2 separate regions of the Muntiacus reevesi genome follow, and region 1 is linked to region 2. Evidence: chromatin contacts called from public Hi-C data. All regions are on one chromosome and are shown on one strand. The core of a region is the stretch at or near the end of the contact, and the rest is flanking DNA. Distances in the headings are between cores, read along the strand shown. Region 1 holds the start of FBXO15 (F-box protein 15). Region 2 holds the start of CNDP2 (carnosine dipeptidase 2).

Region 1 (6,286 bases), core at 3,496-5,995, 220 kb after region 2:
AAAAAGAAGAAATAGGTAGGATGAGACAAATTAAAGAACTATGTAGTTGAAACAAATGGGACAATTCTTCAAATAACTCACTATAATAAACATGTCGGTATCAGAACACTAGAATTTTCTGTTTTTCAATCAGTCACAGTGCCTGGCAAAGAATAGACCCTAATAAATGCTGACAAAATCAAATTGTTAAAATTTAATTATTCTTTGTAGAGCTCTTTTAGGCAGCATATTAAGTTATGAGTTTGAAAACATCCCACTCCACATTTATTCAGGGACGTTCTGTTTTGTTCCAAACGCTGAAGATCACTGAATGGCTAGTTTGTGAACAACACAGCAACTCTTCATCTCTTCCAACATTTAACTATGCGACTGATCATATTTATCATGGTAGCGTGTAAAACATATCTTGTCAGGTACAATTAGGTTTCCCAGGAACTACAGTGGGAACTTCCTTATTCCCTGCTGAGTTTCACTCAGAGCGGCATCTCCCCCACAGCTCTCAGATCACCCAAGTTCAGTAAGAAGGAAAGACGTCAGAAACCGTTAGCTCCTGAGGCTTCCTTGCTGACGGGCCTAGACACTGATGGAGCATGTGGAGGCGGTGCCCAGGGAAACCCGGGGCTGGGCATGGATGCTGACGGACCTAGGCTGGCCTTCCTGCTCTCCCCAGGGACCGTCTCTTTGACATTACTCCTTGGTCTATACGAGAAACAGCCCTGCGATTTATGATGCTATATGCCATATACTTTCAAAGTGCAAGAATTAAGCTTTCAATGAATTCGATTTTTCAAAGCTTTCCACCCAAGGAGTAAGAAATCTGGGCCTTCACAGGCTACACTGCCTTTCTCTCTGTGACTGGAAAGCCCTATGGAAAACTTCCTTCTCTATGGGATCCTTTAAAAAAAAAAATCAACGCAGCTTTTCTGCGTCTGCCTACTCCTGGAGTGTGGTTCAGGCAGGCTGTGCTTAAGACTTAAGATCAGGAATCAGACAAACTTGGACTAGGTTCTGGCTCTCCCTCTTACCAGGCTTCCCTCGTGGCTCAGAAGGTAAAGAATCTGCCTACAAATGTGGGAGACCTGGGGCTTGATCCCTGAGTCGGGAACATCCCTTGGAGAAGGGCATGGCAAGCCACTCTAGGATTCTTGCCTGGAGAATCCCATGGACAGAGGAGCCTGGTGGGGTACAGTCCATGGGGCACAAGGAGTCAGACATGACTGAAGGACTAACACATTCACTTTTTCCCTCTCGCTGGCTTGGTCCTCTTAGCTTTGTTACTGACTCTCTTTAGATGTCAATGTTCTTCTGCACGCAGGATAGAGACCGCACCCAGCAAGAGTGGTTCTCCTGAGACTGAGCACACAGTGCTCAGACCCTGGGCAGAGTGTGTGGTGCGCACTATGCTCTCAGTAAGCTCCAACAATTCCTACTATGATCATGAAGTCATGAATCAGGTTTTTAAAACGACGGGACACTTAATGCATGAGTTTAATATGCTGGTATAGTCTAAGCTTTTACAATTAGAATTGAAATGTCCCTGTATGGACCTCTGGGTGCTGCCCATAAATCAAAGCATTTCAAGTAGCAAACAAAGAGCTAATGACACAATCACAACCCAACCACTCTGATTTATTATTACATAAATTTCACCAGTCTCGGAACCACTATGTGACTTCTGCCCACCACTCCCCCGGTTCACCCAACGTTTTTTCCTCCCTATTGTCGGAGTCTGTGTAACTCAGTCTTGAAGACTAACCTCGGGATGCGATCTGCACTTTTCTAGGGCTTTCCCATATATCTTATTCGGACTTGATGAAGAAAAAAGTTCTCTGAAGATCGTGTAAAACAAGCCACCTGAAAAATCACAGAAAAAAGAGATCTAGCAAAACAAGAACAAGACAAATGGAGAGTGAAAAAGACATTCAGCGGGTTTATACTTGCTGTGATTTCAACCTGTAATGGTGATTCCAATAAGCACCACTATTAAGTAGGTAAAATCTCTTCCGGCTTCTTTCACTGTAAAGAGAAAACACCCCTGGTTACATGTGTGATGGACAGGAGCCGGATGCTCTTGGCTTCAGGATCTCCAGCAGGTGAGACGTGGGTTTGGGACACGGGAGGGGTCAGTGCGTGTTCTGCAGCAGCTGCTGTCAAATCTGCACATCAGAATCACCTGAAGAGTTATTTGGAAAGAACAAAAGCCAACTCTGGGAGCAGGGCTGAGGAGTCGGTACTTTAGGTACTTGATCTTAATGCCTCCTTAGTGTCTAAGATGAGGAAATCCTTTGCTCCAGTTCCTTTGAACCCTCCCACATGAAGTGGCAGCTCACGCCTCCCAGTTAAAGGCTAGCTCTTCCTCCTGCTCGAAGACCTGGTGGGGGCTTCCACCTTGCAAGACACATGCTCTGGCCAGGGTACAACATAACTGGAAGGAAGGAGGAAACGGGCCCCCCAACCCTGAAGCGGCTGGAGGCCCCACCAGCAGAGCCAGCTATATCCCAAGGGAGATGGGAAGGGGTGCAAATATAGACCAGGACGAGTGGGAGCTGGCCTATCAGCACTCTCTGATCAAACAGTGAAGTCTGACAAGTAGCCTGGGAGCTGATGCACAGCTCGGCTCACGCTGGGAAAGACGGAGTGAGCATGGGCCACGTTAAGTGAAGCAAAAATGACAGCACTGCCACGGTGAGCTGTGGGTGTGGTGGAGGGGGTGTCACACACCAAGGCCGGCTGTCCTGAGGGAGGGCCTGGAAAACACTGCTCACAAGGTTATAGAAGGCGGTGCTCTGACAGTCCTGGGGATGGCCCAGCACTGAAGCCAGGTGGGAACAGTCACAGCAATGAACAGCTCGGTTTCTGGACCTGAACCGCTCTTCACTCCTGGCATTCATTTACTGAAGGAAGGCCAATTCCATCAGGAGGCACTTGAGCAAGTATAGATTCCCCTGGTCCTTCACCAGGGCCCTTGGCCATTAACTTGGTGACCCTATGCTGGAAAAGGGGACACTTCAAGGTCCACTGGACAGAGTCTGAGCTGACATCAATAACTAAAGAGTCTCTGTGGTCCCTCTGTTAAGTACCTGTGGTGGCTATGTAATATAAGAGCCTGGCATGTAAGAGGGTCACAGCTACCCAGCTGGACTTACCAGATGGTCATTTCCCTGATTTTCAAAGTATAACTGGAACGGCTATACTCAGTCATCAGCAACAATAGTCCCTAAACTAGGTTCTTTGAGGTGCACTGCCCACCATACCATAATGAGTAAAGTCCAATGGAAGCCTCTAAAACTGTCTCCCACTGATCAAAACAGTAAATAAAAAACAGCACTGCATCTAAGGGCCAAATGTGAGAGATAGTCCAATTCCTGGAGACTAAAGACAGGTGTGGTTGTCCTAAGAGGTAATGGCTTGGCTATTAGGAAACTGAAATTAGAAATACTCACATTCAATTTTTAGTTGTGTGAAACTGGGGAAATAAGCCTTATACATACTACTGAGTCCTGTCTGAAAAAGTAAACGGTGAGATTCAAATGAGATGAAGTAACACCTGGGAAATCTACTTGTCTGTTAAGCTCTCTCCACACCAAAAAATAAAAGTTGAGAAAAATCTTACAGACATTATTCAGCAAAGTTGTATCAAAATCAGCCTTCAAAGGTCAGTTTTCAAATCTTGGGAAGAAAATTGCAGGCCTATCTTCTCTGCTTCTGAACTGTGTTGAACAGTTCTACCTTTTAATTTGCGTGAACTGTTTATTCTCGGCTCTGAACTCATATAAAGGGCGTTGGCAGCTCCCGTCACGTTTGCTGAGAGACTGATCGCTACACGGAATCCCCTTTACCTTTTTGTGACGTCGAGAGGACGGTTTCCCCGCCCTGACTCCTGTGCACAGACACTTGCTTGCTACCGTCCTCCTTCGCGCTCTGGGGGCTCCGTCCTTGCGTCCAGATGGACCTCTGGGTGACTCCCCAAATACACCTAGGTCGCGCCGTCGCCTTCTGCTCTTGCAGCCCCCATCTCCACCTGGGCTCCGTCTGCGAGCAAGCTCTGTGAGGCACGGAGTGTGGCAGAAACCAAGGCTTCCCGGGGCACCCGTGCAGCCTCTCCGTGCACCGCACAGCTCGCAGGAGAGTGCAGATCATGTTCCTGGAAGGCCGCCCCGCTCAGGGAAGACGCCAGCTATGAAGAGCAGACCTTCGCGACCGGCCACACACCCGGCCGGGCGCGGGATTGAGCGTCGCGTCCACACCGGTGACGCTGCACGGGCGTGTTCGGCAAAAACGTTAGCTCCAGCTGCGTCAATCAAGACAGAACGTCTCCGGAAAGGAGCTGACGCCCACTTGCCCTTCCCTTCGGCCCTCCTTTCACTGGACTGAAAGTACCTGGATTCCTTTCTCCGCTGACATTCACCCGATCCTCGCCAGGCCCCTTGCAAAGGGACCTGGAAGGCCGCTAGTACTCCTGGGAGTGGTAGTTCGAGGGCGGCACTCCTGCCGGAACTGCCGCGGTGCGGGACGCTCAAGGACTACATCTCCCACAGTGCAAGGCGGCCGGGGGCGCGCGCCGACGCCTCGGGGCTTCCCACACGCCCCTGCGCGGGCACCGCCCGACTCGGCCTGACAGGAAGGCGGGGCTTTGTTGGTGGCGGGCGGGATGGGAGTCCCTGGCACTGCGAACTTCAGGAACTTTTAAAAATCAAGTTCGCGATTACAAACCGCCCGTCCCGGTGTCTCTCTAGAAGGGGCCGTGCCAACTGGGGAATTCTCGGTCTGACTGTGGCCCTGCTGTTGCCTCTGGGCAGACGATGTAGCCTTTTCGTCTGGTGTTCTTTTAAACAACTCGGGCAGGAAGCAGCGCAGACTACCCCAGAGCTAGCAGGTGGGGAGGGCGAAGCCGCTTCAGAGCCCGCCCGGGCCACAGAGTGTGGGCTACCGTCTAGCCGCCGCCAGGCGTCCTTGGCGTCGGCGTCGACGCTGACGCCGTGCCCGCGAAGCCGGCTGACAGGCGGAGTTGTACTCGGCCCCGCCCCCTACAGCGCCTCTGCGCACGCGCCAGCGACGAGGGGTTCCAGAGGAGGAGCGTCGGCGCTGGGTATCCATGGCGACCGGACGCGGCCGGCTCCTGCAGCGGCAATGGCAGTGCCTCTTGGCGCGGCCCCAGCCGCTTGGCTGCTTTGGCTCAGCTTTCGGGAGCCCCGGGGCTGCCGCGGGGCGCGCAGGGTTCAGGTGACTCTCCGGGGGTGGGGTGCGGTGGGGGAGGGTGCCCGGGAGCCCCGACGGGAGTAGCCCCTCACTCCCCCGCCTCCCTTTCTCTTTATTTTCTTTGATTCCGACCTGTTCGCGGGAAAGGTCTGGAAGGACGAAGAGAGGAAGTGTCTAAAACTTGGGAGCGTGGGGTTACCCCAAGTCACGGTACAAGTCGAGGAGCTTCCGTGGAATATTGTGTCTCCTCGGTTCATTCAGTTAGTGGGCCCTGGGGGTACGGCGTGAGAGCCCCTAGACCCAGAGCAGCCCTCGCAGAGAGCCGCCGCGTGGACGCGCCCACCTGTGGGGGCAGGTGCTAATCTACGCTCTCCCGCGCCGGGTCGCCGGCACTGCCCCCCTCCAAAGCGTGTTCCCGAAGTTGTTTCCTAATTCTGGGGCCGGGGGTCACCTTTTGTCTTTTTTATGACTTTAGAAAAGTCGATAATACTTAACAAAACATAATCAATTTTCTCTCCTGCCCCCAGTTCACGAACGGAGGACTCAGCCCCTAATCAGGTAACGCTGTTAGGCAGGCTAGTCTGGGAGCTGCACCTTCGCCATCGAGGCAAGATTTGTGTTTCTAAGCAGACCCCGGGGGGATGCCTTTTGTTAATAGACATCCCTACATGCTCGCTCCCTGATTCTTTTCTGCAGTCTTCCTGTCCAAGCGGAGGAGGGGGGGGGGTGGTGGGGTGTGTGTGTGTGTGTGTGTGTGTGTGTGTGTGTGTGTGTGTGTGTGTTGTTCTGGTGACAGGGGGCTTGTCTTCGCGGAAGAGGGATGTGTGTGTGTGTGTGCGCGTGTTGTTGTTCTGGTGACAGGGGGCTTGTCTTCGCGGAGGAGGGATGTGTGTGTGTGTGTGTGTGTGTGTGTGTGTGCGTGCGCGTATTGTTGTTCTGGTGACAGGGGGCTTGTCTTCGCGGAGGAGGGATGTGTGTGTGTGTGTGTGTGTGTGTTGTTGTTCTGGTGACAGGGGGCTTGTCTTCGCAGAGGAGGGATGTGTGTGTGTGTGTGTGTGTGTGTGTGTGTGTTGTTGTTGTTGTTCTG
Region 2 (6,217 bases), core at 921-3,420:
TAAACAGAAAGAAGTGAAAGTATTACCTGCTCAGTCCTGTCTGACTCTTTGTGACCCCGTGGACTGTAGCCCAACAGGCTCCTCTGTCCATGGGATTCTCCAGGCAAGAGTACTGGAGTAGGTGGCCATGCCCTTCTCTAGGGGATCTTTCTGACCCAGGAATTGAACCCTGGTCTACTGCACTGTAGGCAGATTCTTTACCGTCAGAGCCATGAGGAGCTCTAAACAGACGACGGACTTAATTCAGAATCACAAAGTCTGGCAGCAGACTGTGGATGTGCAGTCAGAGTTCAGTAAGGAAAATCCTCTTCCAATATCAGCGACAGAGCACACAGACCTCCCAGCCAACTCAGGTTGTTTCAGCTGAGGGTCTTATCTCAAAGCTGCGGCTGCTGCCGCTAAGTCGCTTCAGTCGTGTCCGACTCTGTGTGACCCCATAGACAGCAGCCCACCAGGCTCCGCCGTCCCCGGGATTCTCCAGGCAAGAATACTGGAGTGGGTTACCATTTCCTTCTCCAATGCATGAAGGTGAAAAGTGAAAGTGAAGTCGCTCAGTCATGTCCAACTCCAAGCTACCCCATGGACTGCAGCCTACCAGGCTCCTCCATCCATGGGATTTTCCAGGCAAGAGTACTGGAGTGGGTTGTCATTGCCTTCTCCCGTATCTCAATGATGGGGTCAAAAATGCTGAGGCACTGCACATAAGTCAAAGTTTTCAATCACAAAAGAAACCTCTATTTAGCAGGAAAATACGCTAAGTCAGGTAATTTTCATTTGAGTTTCTGGTCATTAAATAGCACAGATCCCACACTCACTGTGATAAATTCTCATTAATACCATGTTCTTTGTGGCCTGATTAAGCAATGGCCTTCCAGCTAAAGTCAAAGATGGAACTATCAAAGCTGCACTTCTTTTTTTTTTTTTAAACCAAAGGAGAGTAAACAGAGACCAGATTGTTCAGCACGGCCTGCCACCTCACCAGGCCGGGTGAAAAGCTACTGCTGTTATGAACTGCTCACCCAGAGGGGTGGGGCCGGGTCCATTTCTCCCTCCCACTCACAGTTCAAGTTTTTCCTGTTTCACTACTGCCAGCACCAAATCCATTAAGTGGGACCACTTTTATATGTCCTGGTGAACCACACTGAGGAGGGTAAAAGTCCTGAGCTGGAGGGAATAAAAGCAAGTATTACCAAATTGAAGAGTGCCAGGCACACTGCACTCTTGGAATCTAAAATTCTAGGGAGAAACAGCCTCGGCAGTGAACTAGTGTGAGAGGAAGGAGTGACAGGGTAGCACCCGGGACCATCCAGTGACACCTATAAAAGATTCCTTCAGTTATGAGTGCCCCATCCTGTCCCGCATTAACTCAAGACACAGGAAGAGACTTAACACACACCAGAATCTTGGCTTTAAGTCTGCGTAAAAACCACTAAAACGGGGCGGAACCCTCTAGTTTGTCCAATCGCAAACATACAGGTCTACAAAATGACCCTCGGCCACTCCTCCCTGCCAACACCAGGGACGACAAAGGCATGCAGAAACCTCCACCAGATCGCTGCGTCAGCACCAGGATCCTGTGAGGGCGGCGGGGGCGGGTCGGAGGCCCTGCCCGCGAGGACCAGGGTCTCAAGGACTCAGTGTAGGCCGACCGGGAACCAAGCATCACCGCACCTGACCGGTGGGAAGGCGGACGCTGCCTCAGAGCAACCTTCCGGCCTCAAGTGCGGGCGGGGGGCTAGAGACCCCCGACTCCGGGCCTCTGCCCCGCGGGCGCAGCACCAACCTTCGACCACCGCCAAGGGCTCCGCGGGGAGAGCCAGGCTTTCGTTCTCTGCGGGCCTCGCCGCGGGAGGGTCAACAGGCCGGCGCGCCCCCCGCAGTCTCAGAGCCCCGACCCCCAGGCGGAGCGGGCTGCGTTTTGACCCAACACCCTCTCCTGCCATTTGGGACGGCCACGCGCCGGCCCTCGGGGCGGGCCGGCATCAGCGGCTCCCCAACCGCGCCCGGCCTCCCCTGCTTCTCCGGAGGCGGCCCGCGGCCCCACATCCCGGCATCGCGCCCCGCTCCCGCCGCCCTCAGGGACCTCTCCGCCGGGAGAAGGCCGCTCACCCGCCCGCAGCTGCAGCGCCGGTTCCGCACCACGTGCCCCGGCCACGCCCCCCGGGACGGACCCGCCCCCACCGGGCCCGCCCCGCCCGCCAATCCCGGATCCCTTCCGGAAGAGCCGGCGTCGCCCCGCCCCCGCCTCCGTGCCGTCCATCAATCCTGGGCCTTTCTGGGAATAGCGTCGCCCCGCCCTGCCGTCGCCCCGCCTTTCACCACGCGGTACGTGACTGCGGCGGGGCGGGGCTGAAATCGGGGAGGCGGGGCTGAAGCCGGGGAGGCGGGGCTGAGGCCGGGGAGGCTGGGCAGGGATGGGGCGGGGCTGCAGTCGGGGAGGCGGGGCTCCAGAGCACCTGCCCGGGTGGTGACCTTCCTCTACCCACTGGTGCCTCCACGATGAGGTTTGAGAGGTGGTCTTTGGTGCAGCGGCGTCTGAAGTTGGGGCTCCCACCCCCCCCGAACCCTCAGGCTTTGGGAGAGGGGAAAAAAAAAACCCAGACCTCCCGCCGACAGTCTCATTCCCGCGGCCCAGCTCCTAAGGGACGTGCGGAGCGTGCAGCGGTTTCACGCTTTGCCACTTGTTTCGCCAGTCCTTCGCCAGTACCATGACTGAGTGAGGAAATATTTTAGTATTTAAATTCAGTAATCACAGGGACTAATGAAGGAAGTAGAGCCACTTTTATTTATTGAGCGTCTGCTATCATCTTTTTAAGCCCTCCAAGGATCCTTGGGGGTACGATTATCTGTTAAGAGTGGTGGTGCTGTTCAGTCGTCCAGTCGTGTCCGACTCTTTGCGACCCCATGGACCGAGCACGCCAGGCCTCCCTGCTCTTGACGGTCTCCCGGAGTTTGCCCAAGTTCACGCCCACTGCATCGGTGATGCCGTCCAACCGTCTCATCCTCTGATGCCTTCTTCTCCTTCTCTTAGAGTACTACCCCCCATATTTGGCAAAAGTTTTACCGCCCCTACATTCTGTATTGTTGTTGTAATAACAAGTTTAGTGGTTGCAAGAGATGTAGTTTCCCACATACTGTAAATATGTTACAAAATTTTATTAGAAAATTTACCTAAATTTTAACATGGTTTGTTTTTCCTTCAAAATCCTGTTTCTATCAACATCTCTCACAGAATTTTGTCAAGTTGTAACACGTATCTACCTGAGTGATAGCTGCTCAGTCATGCCTGACTCTTTGCAACCCCATGGACTGTAGCCTGCCAGGCTCCTCTGTTCATGGAATTCTCCAGGCAAGATTACTGGAGTGGGTTGCATTTCCTTCTCCAGGGGATCTTCCCGACCCAGAGATCCTGCATTGCAGGAGAGTCTTTACCATCTGAGCCACCAGGGAAGCCTGCTATTAAGAGACATTTCTAAGTATAAAGACAGGTCAACTTAAAAATTATCAGCAGATACATGCTTGACTTTATCTTAAAATCTATAAACAATACATTAGAATATGTAATGAATCCATACACCTTTTCCAAAGGAATACCCAAGACGGAAATAGCAATAAAGTTATAAATGACATTCATCAATCAGATGAGATAATTTAGATGAAGCTTTTCTCTATACAAAAGATGCGGACTGGGCAAGTGGTCAGGAAGGAAATATAATGTGCTTTTAACTTTGTATGAAAAATAAAGTTCAGTTCCACATTGCTGAACATAGTTCTGTTTTTGCCAAATAAATCCTCTACTTCATGTTACTGTCCAAAAGCTTTATTAAAACCCCGCTTCTGACCTTTGTTTTGGAATCTGTTACTTTTGTTGCCACCTCCTGATTGCTGTCCTCTGGAGCTTCTACTTCTTTCCTGCTGTCCCCTGACACCTCGGCTGCCTTCCCGCTGTCCTTGGAAGCTGCGATATCCTTCCCATGAACCTTCTAGCTCTGGTTGCTCCGTGGCCACAGAAAGCTACCAGAGCCATGAATCATGCCACTCTTCCTGTACTTCTGTTACTGATGCAGTAGGGAAATCAAAGCAAACACCCTGCTTTCCTTTGAGAAAGACCATTCCCTTCACTTTGAAATCAATATCCTCACCCAGCTGCTTTTTAAGTTCTTTCCAAGCATAACTAATGTTTGGCGTTTCAATTGAGCACCACAAGATCATGGTCACAAAGCCCGCTTCTGAGTTGATCAAGGAGCGCTGGTCTACCGATGTGGTACCGGAAATGTGGGCCAGGGCTGCTGCCAGGGCTTCCACATGTCCCTTCTCCTCAATCAGCTTCTCGGCTGATTGCTTGACGTGACCGATTGCAGTGGGAGGTACAGAGTCCAAGAGCCTGATGGCATCTTTGCTAGAAGCTTTTATTATCTCTATTGCAAAAGGAACACCTATTCATTTAAATTTAATTCCTGCTTTTTGCTCCACTTGGACTAACTGGTATTCTTCTTTGTGCTGGTAAAAGCAGATGCAAACCCCAGTTGTCCCAGCTCTGCCTGTTCGCCCAGAATGATGAATGTAGGATTCAACATCCTTTGGTGGAGAACTTTGAACAACCAGATCAACCTCGGGGATGCCTAACCCACGTGCAGCAACATTGGTTGCAACCATAACTCCAAAATCACCATTTTTAAAACCTTTCAGGGTGATTTCCCTTTGCTTCTATGGAATGTCTCCGTGTAATGACTGGGCATCCTGTCTTACAGTCACATTCTGTGACAACTCCTGGGCTTCTTTCTTCGTTTCACAAAATATGATAGTGCACCCTTGAAAACCACTGTACACTCGGATCACATCTCCAATAACTGCTGCCCTCTGAGTCCAGTGGCACTTGATAGCCAGATGCGCTACAGTTATTGCCGTTTTCTGTGTCTTTTTACCAATCAGGCCCACTTGTTCATATGTAGATTTCATGTATTTCTTAGCAACATTATACACCCAGTAGGGGCAAGTTGCAGAAAAAAACAATGTTTGGGGATTGTCTTCTGAATCTTTCTTGTATGCTACACATAAAATCTCTTCCACTTTGATCAGCAAAGCCCATATCCAACATCTGGTCAACTTCATCCAGGACAACATGCTTAAGTTTGATGAGATCCAGCTTGCCATTCTGCAGGTGGTCTTTGATATGACCTGGTGTCCCAATCAGAATATTGATCCCATTCCTCATGTGTTCAATTTGTCCTCCATAGGGAGTTCCACCATAAAAACAAGCCACTGCCAGCTTTTTTGTGATGTCACTGAAGTCTCTGCTTACTTGACTTGCCAACTCCTTTGTGGGTGCAAGAACAGTACCCGAGGGGCACGCCTCTCTTCCAGTGTTGCAGGTCTCCAAGAAGTTTCTCAACCAAAGGGATAGCCAGGAGAATGTCTTTCCAGTTCCTGTCTGCGCCTGTGCAATCAAATCCCTCCCACCGTAGACATGGTGAAACGTCTTTGCTTGTATAGGAAACAGGAAGGTCACCCCACAGGCTTTGAGAAGTTTAATCATTTCTTCAGATATAGGGAAATTAGAAGAAGCTTTTTCTTTTTGCCCCACAGTCATTCCTGCTCCAACTCACTGTTTTCTTCACTGGCAGTTTCCTTGGAGTTGTAGTTAGGTCCAGAGTCAGGGGATCCAGTCTTGAGGTTGGGGCTTTTCTCTCAAATTTCTCCATTTATTTCTTTTTCTTTCTTCATCTTTTTGGGCTTAGGTGCACCCAATTCTTCCTCAGAAGGCTCTCCATTTTTTATAACTTTTTTAGTTTTAGGAGAAACAACTGTCTTTTCACAGGGCTACTTTGATTTTTTTCAAACTTGTGGTTTTAGGAGAAATAGTCTCATCTTGAGCTGGCTTCTCTTTCTTTTTTGCCTTTTTAGATTTAGGAGAATCCACATCAACCTCGGAAGGCTCTGCTTTCTTTTTAACCTTTTTAGTTTTGGGAGAAATCATTTCTTCCTTTTCTTCTGCTGCCTCTTCAGTCTTACTAGATTTTGGCTTCTCTTTTTACCTTTCTTCTCAATTTGTTTTCGCAGCATCTCCAGTTTTGCCATGGCTGCGTCTGACTCCAAATCCACGTCTTTTATTGATAATGCTATCATACTTTGCAACAGAATATGTATAAAATTTAAATTAGTATTTACTTCCCTATAACTAGAAAGTTCTAAGTGTTAAATTTTTCTTCTGGGTTAA

Evidence for each region. A called contact is a pair of places that touch in the nucleus more often than the background predicts.
Region 1: a contact with region 2 is called in a Hi-C map of muscle, with 6 times the contacts expected there. The contact joins the promoter of FBXO15 here to the promoter of CNDP2 in region 2. A contact is called at or near these places in 2 of 3 Hi-C or Micro-C datasets (blood and muscle).

What each region holds. Positions count from the first base shown.
Region 1 is chr4:4,578,303-4,584,588 of mMunRee1.1, forward strand. It overlaps FBXO15 (F-box protein 15), which reads left to right and starts at 4,746. Exons shown (of 10, transcript XM_065932300.1): 1 at 4,746-5,223. The coding sequence starts at 5,096. It overlaps TIMM21 (translocase of inner mitochondrial membrane 21), which reads right to left and starts at 4,428. Exons shown (of 6, transcript XM_065932302.1): 1 at 3,840-4,428; 2 at 1,954-2,016; 3 at 1,757-1,854. The coding sequence starts at 4,140.
Region 2 is chr4:4,361,290-4,367,506 of mMunRee1.1, forward strand. CNDP2 (carnosine dipeptidase 2) reads right to left here and starts at 2,171. Exons shown (of 12, transcript XM_065932293.1): 1 at 2,110-2,171. It also overlaps the pseudogene LOC136166240.